Linked DNA regions of Cyprinus carpio: region 2 is linked to region 1. Evidence: chromatin contacts called from public Hi-C data. All regions are on one chromosome and are shown on one strand. Each heading gives the region's core, a stretch centred on a gene start, on an enhancer-like site or on the middle of the called end of the contact. The rest is flanking DNA. Distances are from core to core; before and after follow the strand shown.

Evidence for each region. Hi-C and Micro-C count contacts between places; a contact is called where the count stands out from the background.
Region 2: a contact with region 1 is called in a Hi-C map of skeletal muscle, with 15 times the contacts expected there. The contact joins the promoter of LOC109049775 here to the promoter of LOC109091795 in region 1. A contact is called at or near these places in 2 of 8 Hi-C or Micro-C datasets (red blood cells and skeletal muscle).

What each region holds. Positions count from the first base shown.
Region 1 is chrA5:7,263,873-7,268,269 of ASM1834038v1, forward strand. LOC109091795 (nipped-B-like protein A) reads right to left here and starts at 2,123. Exons shown (of 45, transcript XM_042752322.1): 1 at 1,765-2,123.
Region 2 is chrA5:7,468,522-7,472,918 of ASM1834038v1, forward strand. LOC109049775 (polyadenylate-binding protein-interacting protein 1-like) reads right to left here and starts at 2,121. Exons shown (of 11, transcript XM_019067429.2): 1 at 1,750-2,121; 2 at 1-41. The coding sequence starts at 1,891. LOC109049779 (myb-binding protein 1A-like protein) reads right to left here. Exons shown (of 27, transcript XM_042752470.1): 26 at 4,378-4,397; 27 at 3,473-3,970. The coding sequence ends at 3,625.

The DNA.
Region 1 (4,397 bases), core at 873-3,372:
TGGCAGAATCCACTCAGACGTACTGTCTGTAACATGTGTGTTGATTTCTGTGTACACTAACTGCCACGTAGAGGAGCATTATGTGAGACTGATAACATCTACAACAGTACAGACAGCCTGACGGACACACCCACTCTGAACGGACAGAGGATGGACCATGGACACACACCCTTCATAAGATATGCAAGCCCAACCCTGTCTCTCTCAGGGGGCCAATGACAGCTGGGAGATGGTAAGCACATAACAAGCACAAAAGAGCAGATGCAAAGAAGCAGACCTCACATAAACAAGAACACATTTTACACACATTCCAAAACAACATACTACATCAATTCTCAGAAGACAACACGTAAGCAGTGTGTATTTGTGTTTAAATGCATTTCAAATGATGAAAAACGCTTCTATGACATCAAAAGAAAATCCATAAAACACCTCATCATCCCTACTAATTAACTACGTATTAATATTCATGTCCCATTTGCATGTGAAACTGCATTTGGAAGGTAAACAGTCCAGTGATGAGCAGATTACCGATGCCAGCCGGAGTATTTCTGTTGCACTGGCCCTTTAAATACCAATACTTCACTTATTTTATATTCATGAATCCATTCCGATCACTTGCGTGTAGGTTTTATGACAACAACTCAGCAGCGACATTCACATAATGCATCATTTCATAATCAAACCTTTAGTCGTTATAATTTTAAATTCAGCAATCAGGAACGATTTCAACATCTACAGCAAAAACACGTTTATATTTCTTTCCGAAAGCGACTTTCAATTGTTTTAAGTTCTGAATGCGTTTATCTGCCCAATTTATAGTATTATTCTCTAAATCGTTAATGCAAAATTCTATTAAAGGATGTGGCAGGTCATACAATCGAGTGAAGCAACACATCTGTGCAAACAGGGTAACACAAAATGACCAAAAACACAGTGTTGACAAGTCGATCACCAGAGAGAGGAACCATTCATCCTCTAAGCGTTTCACTAACGTTTATTCAGCCGTAATGATTCAAAACATGGCTAACACAGCAAAGTTATGAACACCAGAGATTGTAAATATTTACCATAACAAGCATTCAAGTCGTTCGTGGGTAATTGAGAGATGCTTAGAGATTATTTCGACTATTAGCAAAGCGTTAGCTCGGGACTTAATAGATTCCTTGCAGTGACTCGCTAATTAGCATTGCTCTGATCTGATGTGTGAATTCTTACAGAAACCCGAGCCGCTTGCGTTCCTACTTATTTAACTAACACATTTAGTTATCTTACATACAATTTTCTGTGAATAGTTCAGTCATTTAGTCTTACTAAACGACAGCCGCCGCTATGCTAAACGCTCGCGAAAGCTAGTTCGGCTACGCACATCTTCATCTCCGTTCGCGAACAATAAAAACACTTTTCGCTTTCCACAATTCCCTCCTCAAACTGTGCATCAGGCGACGAAACGTTCTCGGTATGTGTATAACATATCTGTGTATAATCCGTTTGAGTTCCCACACAAAAACATTCGCCCGTGTTTGTGTCGCGAGGCCTCCGCGAGCTCCCCAGAAGCCTCGGACTCTACGCACGAGCGCGACGCCGGGTCACGCGCTTCCCGCCACGGGGGCGCGCCGGAGGAGAACGACTAGCCGAGCCGTTACGACGCTGGTCTCCTCAGAGCCGTTCCGTCGAGGAAAAACGAAATGGAAATGTGTCGAAATGTGGTAAGGGAACGCGAAGACGGCCTTAGGAGAAATTATGACAGGGTTTCATATTTACCTTAGCTTGGGGTAACTTCAAAGAAGAAAAAATAAGGGGACTGTTGTTGGGATGAGAGGTTGGTTGTCGGTCTGCTGTAAGTCTCTGGCTCCCCCTCTCTGCTATAAAAAGATCGGCGCGGGCTAGCGGGGTTTGTTTAGCCGAGCCAGCTAACTACAAGCCAACTCTATCTTTATCTGGGGTGGGGGAGGTCAGGCTTTCTATCATCACACTTTAAATACATTTCATAATCGAGCCGAGTTTAATTCAGCTCCTTATTAACTTAACTCATCGCGTCATTGTTCGCGAAACACATTCGCTCAGGTCTTTGTTTGCCAACAAAAAGGCCACAACTGATGCTTTGTCGCTAGTCAGAGGGAATTGTAGTTTGACCGGAAATACAAATACTAATAACGTGATTATTTCCCCGCACACACAAATGTGACGATTTCCAGTATTTTTTATTTTTATTTTTTACATCAGGTACAAACAACACGTACAATTTAATTCTTGTACGATTAAATTCTTCTTTTTTTATTCAAGACATTTTTATTCTAGATTTTTTTATTATTATTAGTTGACATCCACATCATTACATATCATGTAAGTTTTATTCACAGTATTATTTATAGTCAATACACATAAATCATACATACGTATCCATGCATTTATAATATATATTAATGTATAATTCTATCCTTTCATATACATTACATTAATATGCAACGTACTTCAAGTTAATTTTATTTGTATAGCAAATTTACAACAGCCACTAGTCTGACCAAAGTGCTTTACAGAAGAGAAAATTATAAAAACATACACAGAAAGCAAACCAGATAAAAATAAGAACAACCCGTACTTCATGCATTTATGCATGTATATGTTATGCATCTGTATATGCACACAAATTATGATGAATATTAATTCTAAAGAACATTGTGAATAGCACTATTACATGATATGTATTGATGTGGATATTAAAAAATGTAGAATAAAAATGTGTTGATATATATATATATATATATATATATATATATATATATATATATATATATATATATATGACACAGTACTGTGCAAAAGTCTTAGAAAAAGAAAAAAATGAAAATGGTTTTAAGCCAGTTATTTATATCTTTTGCTGTTGTGTGTCAGTAGGAAATAACAGGTTACATTGCCAAACATTCCTTTTGCCATTAATTGTAATAATCCAGTGAGATTTTTGTCTGCACAAGGAGTCTGACAACAGCCAGTGATCTGATCTCACCATCATCCAGTCTTCGATTACATGAAGAAACAGAAAAACCGAGGCAGACTAAATCCAGAAGAACTGGTGCAATGTCTCCAAGATGCTTGAGAGAGGCAAGCTTAAGCAAGGCCTAAGACTTTTGCACAGTACTATATGTGTGTGTGTATATATATATATATATATGGGGGGGGGGGGGGGGCTTTAGCAGTCTCACGTCTCAATGTTCTTGTAGGAACTTCTGGGTAATAACTTGACCTAGAGTCTGTCCTTTGAGCCTTTCTGTAGTTTCACTTCTCACCACTGGATGGCGACTGAGTATAACGATTAAGGCCAGCGGGCACACCTGTAGTTTATTTAACGACTTTCTTTGGATTTATTTGTCTTCAAAAGAGAAATAATTTTGTGTAGCTATATGAAATATATGAGCGATAATACTGTGACTTGCATTAACCATTAAATGTCATATATATCCCAATGGTATTCAAGTCCTAAAAACCATTTGTTTTTGTGTAAGTCACTTTGCATAAAATCATCTAAAAATGCATAAAGTAAATTATAGGCTATATTATAAAATCGACAATTGCTTGTTTTTCTTTTTTCTCTTTTGATTTTCCATGTCTATGTAAAGTATCTTGTTATATACATTACAGTATCCAGTGAGATTCATCAGTTGTTTTTAGTTTGGAATATATGTCAAAACTTTTGAGGCCACTGTTTGCTCATTAACTGTTTAGAGCATATCTATGTATAAAAATTATAATAGATTTTATTATGTTCTGAAAAATGTACAATTATGCTCATACTCGCCTCAAAACTACTGGAACAGGTCAAGAAGGACATGATAGGATTGTGTCAACAAGATCTTGACATGAACAGAGATTAGATCACACATTCTATCCAAGATGGTAACACCATGTACTTGATAAGTTTAGTAGAGTAGTGAGGGACTGAGAAATGTCAAGGATGAGCCATTCAAAGGCTGATAATGACTTAAATTCTGCAGAACTGGGTGGTGCTACACTAAGAATATACCATTTAACTTCAATATTGCCATTTCAAATTGATTGTGTGTAAAAAAAAAAAAAAGAAAGATTAAATTCCTTCAATTTGAAGGAACCGTTTAAATTTTTCTGATAATGTACTCACCCTCAGGATATCCAAGATTGTTTCTTCATGGAAGCGATTTTGAGAAATGTAGCATTGCATCACATGCTCACCAATGGATCCTCTGCAGTGAATGGGTGCCGTCAGAATGAGAGTGCAAACAGCTGATTAAAACACCACAATAATCCACAAGTAATCCACACCACTCCATTCCGTCAATTAACATCTCTTGTGAAGTGAAAAGCTGTGTTTTTTTTTAAGAAACACATCCGCCAAGATGATCTTTTTAACTACAAACTGTTGC
Region 2 (4,397 bases), core at 871-3,370, 200 kb after region 1:
ACTGCTGCTACTGTGTCCTGAAGGAATGGGGGATCTGCTCTCTGCAAGATGGAGCGATGAAGACTGGCATCAGCTCTGAACATTTGTAGTCACTAAACACTTATTACCGTTTTGTGTTATTTCATTCGTTTTGATGACTAACGTTAGAAACAGTAATAATGGCAAGATTACTTGACTTCTCCACTCAAGTCACATGACAGATATGGCCAGGTTAACAATCTCACCCACTAACTGCTGGTGACATTTAACCAGCTTTAAATCAGTAATGAAACAATAAAAGTAATGCTGCAATAATCTTCACCACACAACAACAGATGTGTCTTTTAACACGAAAGATCACAATCAATCAGAAGTAATTATTACAAGTCAAGTTAGTCAACTAATGACAAAATACATCAAAAAAATCCAGATGTGGTGGAAACCATGGTTAAAATCTATTCCATCTATTCGTTATCATCCATCCATTCATTTCTGCATTCATGTATCTATCATCTATCTACTCATCCATCCATCTATTCATTCATGCATCTATCGACAAAATACATCTAAAAAAAGGTTTATGTCATTTTTACTCTCTCCATCCATCAGTTCACACATCTATCCTTCCATTTATTCATCTATCTATCATTCATCCATCCATCATTCTATCTATCTATCTGTTATGCTGTCTGTCTGTCTCTAGCTGCCTATATATCTATATTCAACTTTACTGAAATAATAAAAAAATAAGTTTTACACTGTCAAAGCATTAGTAACTTCATGTGTTTACACATGGACCACCCATATATACAGTACTGTGCAAAAGTGTTATGCCATTAGTATTTTCATCAACGAAAAATGGTTTTAAGCCAGTTATTTCTATCTTTTGCTGTAGTTTGTCAGTAGGAAATATCAGTTTACATTTCAAAACATTCTTTTTTTAAGGGCTTGACAGTACGAGCATTTCACTTGGTTGCACCAGATGCTGATTTGATTTCTTTAAATGAAGTTAACCGATAAATAAAATCTATTTATGACATTGTTTTTTAAAGCATGCTCACGTTACAGCTTGTTTACACAAGTGCCTAAAACTTCTAACAGTATTGTAGCTTTGCAGGAAGGTTTCTTGAAGTGTCTTTGGAGACATTGCCACAATTCTTCTGGATTTAGTCTGCCTCGGTTTTTTCTGTTTCTTCATGTAATCGAAGACTGGATGATGGTGAGATCAGATCACTGGCTGCTGTCAGACTCCTTGTGCAGACAAAAATCTCACTGGATTATTACAGTTAATAGCAAAAGGAAAGTAACTGATACTTCCTACTGACACACTACTGCAAAATATAGAAATAACTGGCTTAAAGCCATTTTTTTGTTGGTGAAAATACTAACGGCCTAAGACTTTTGCACAGTAACTGTATGTTCTACTGGCATTGTAAAAAATCAGCTTTACTTTACCCAAGCATTAGCATCTATCTCTATATTATATGCATACGAACAAATATACTTACACACATATAAACATAGACACATATCGTGATAACGTTACATGTAAACACTGACTAGCAATAACTGTCATCGACTGAAGCCAGGTAATTAACCCAAATGTTCTGCTTTTTATAACCGAGGGCGCTTCAAATGGAGGACTAGATAAAAAAAAGACTACGACTTGTGTGTGTATATCCCCCTCAAAAGCCTCGGACAACATTATCTACTGTGCAGAAACAGTTATTAGCGGACTAGCATGTGAGCTAGCACCGAGCGTTACTTCACCTGCGCCGCCGTCCGACATCGGAGGAGACGTGCGCGGCTGTCTGAGCGGTTCACCCGGGCTAAACAGCGCACTTTTCACGTCTCCGGCCTCAGATGAGGAGGAGGATGACAGTGTGCTGCTGCTGCTGTTGTTGTTAAACATTATCTTCTTCTCGCTGTTCTGTCCTCGCCCGTCCGATCACAACTGTCCGCCGTCAGACGCGAATAAACACACGGATCCGATCTCAGTGGGCCGCTGAACACTACCGTTACACAGACAGCTTCACCCTACAGTCTGCTTCTCACTTTCATGGTGACTATTTTTGTTTCTGGCGTCTGTCCCCTCTGTAAAGCGCTAATCACTTCCTCGGTACGTTAATTCTCCAGAAATAGCGAGAAATTTGGCATTGAAACTATAGTTTCCACCGAAAATAACACATATTTATATAATAGTTATGTGTTAAACAAAAACATCTCAAAAAAAAGTGGGATATGTTATGCTTTACCCTGACAGAAATTTGGCATGGAAACTTTAGTTTCCTCCGAAAATTACACAGATATAACAGTTATGTTAAATAGTGCACAAAATAGAAAAAAAAAAGGGTCAGTAAAATGTTGCTTAATCATCATTTTACGAGGCGTATTATTTTTACAGCATGTTGGGAACTTGTTTGGACATAAATAGAATTTAAAACTTTGAGTTTCATTTGTGTGATTTATTTTTTATTATTATTATTTTTATTAATTTAAATAAAAATAAACATCAATAAATATAAAACACAAAACAAAACCTGAAACAGTTTTTTTTTTTTTACTGTTATTAATATAATAATACTTATTAATATTAATTTCTAAATGTAATTTTTTGGTTTTCATTTTTAGTTTAATTTACATTTTATTAGCTTGTTATTATGTTATTTTTAAATCAGTGTTTAAATCTTTTTTTTTTTTTAATTTATAGATTTTTAATTTCAGATTACAATTATCTAAAAAATATTTGAAATGTTTTTAGCTAACAAAAATGTATTTATTTAATGATAAATATGCATTTTTCTTAAATTAAAAAGTGAGCATGATGTTTGACACGATAATGCATGTTAAAACTGATAAAATGGAACAAAATTATTTCCATAATGCTGTGGAAAGGGCTCAAGATAATGTGATTTCTTGGGCGTCACAATTTTAATGAATGTTGATAAATTCATTTTTAATGCAAAATCGCGTGGTAACAAAGATGCACATACAATTTTGGATACAGCTAAACGTAACATCGGTCGTCAGAATGATTTGTTATTAAAATTTGTATTTTTTTTATTCAACTGTATTGATGATACTGTTAAGGTTATGAAGAACAAGGCCATTTTAAGAGGGAGTCAAATGCAAATACCTGATATTTAAAACTACTTTTCATGTTAAAGAAGTTTAATGCTTCATGCGTCATGGGAAACAAAAGATAGTTTCTATCTGCACATTCACACATTTAAAGCAGCTTGGAGACTCAAATCTTCTTTAATTTGGGTTCACGCTTCAGTGTTTTTGGTTCTGCTGGTCTTATTTTACATCGATTCGTTTCAGTGGGCAAACTGTTGACATAGCCTTTCTCTTCTCAGCACTCGTTCTTTATTCACTAAAGTGTTATTTTTATAGCTTTACAATATTTTTATAGTAACTGGAACGAGCCTCATCAAGTAAAGTTCAATGACTTGCGCTGTACTTCGCACAGTAAAAACACTGCAACAACATATTAAGAATCAAACGCTTTTTAGTATTTCTTCTATTGCTTTAAAAAAAAAAAACAATATCATGCAAGTAATCACAAACAGGCAAATAATACAGATATTGCTCTCTTCACATTTGCTGATTTCTGTGAACACAACAGGTGATCATATTGTCCAATTATTTCCCATCAGCTTCCTGCTGTCCTCCTTTCTTTTTCTTCTTCTGTTGTTGCTGCTGTGTTTTGGCTTTTTTAGTGGCCGGCTGATTTCGTGTCCCTTCTTCTTCTCCTCCCTGCTGTTTCCTCTTCTTGTTTTTCTTCTTCTTCTTCTTTCCCTCCTCTCCTGACGCTCCTCCAGCCGTTTCTGTGGAGGCTGGCGTCTCTTTTCCCTCCAGCACCGTAGGCTTCTTACGGTTCTTGCGTTTCTTCGTCTCAGGAAGGAACCCCTTCTTCTTCTTCTTCCTTGTGGTTTCTTCTGTCTGCTCTGCCTCTACAACTTTCTTCACCTTTTCCATCTTTGGCTTTCTGAAATACAGCAAAGGAAGAGAGACATTGAAGGCAGGTTCACAGCAAACACATGATGAGTTTCACATAATAAAACATACAATTGATCATAATTGGAAATGTTTCTTGAGCAGCAAATCAGCATATCTGAATGATTTCTGAAGGATCATGTGACACTGAAGACTGGAGTAATGATGCTGAAAATTCAGCTTTGCATCACAGAAATAAATTACAATTTAAAATATATTCAAATAGAAAACAGTTATTTCAAACTGCAATAATATTTCACAGTTTTACTGTATTTTAGATCAAATAAATACAGCCTTGGTGAGCATGAGAGACTTCTTTCCAAACTTTTGAATGGTAGTTAAACATTTACATACACATTTAAAATTATAATCAAAACAGATTTGAGTAACGTGACTCACAGAACGCCAAATAACTTCAT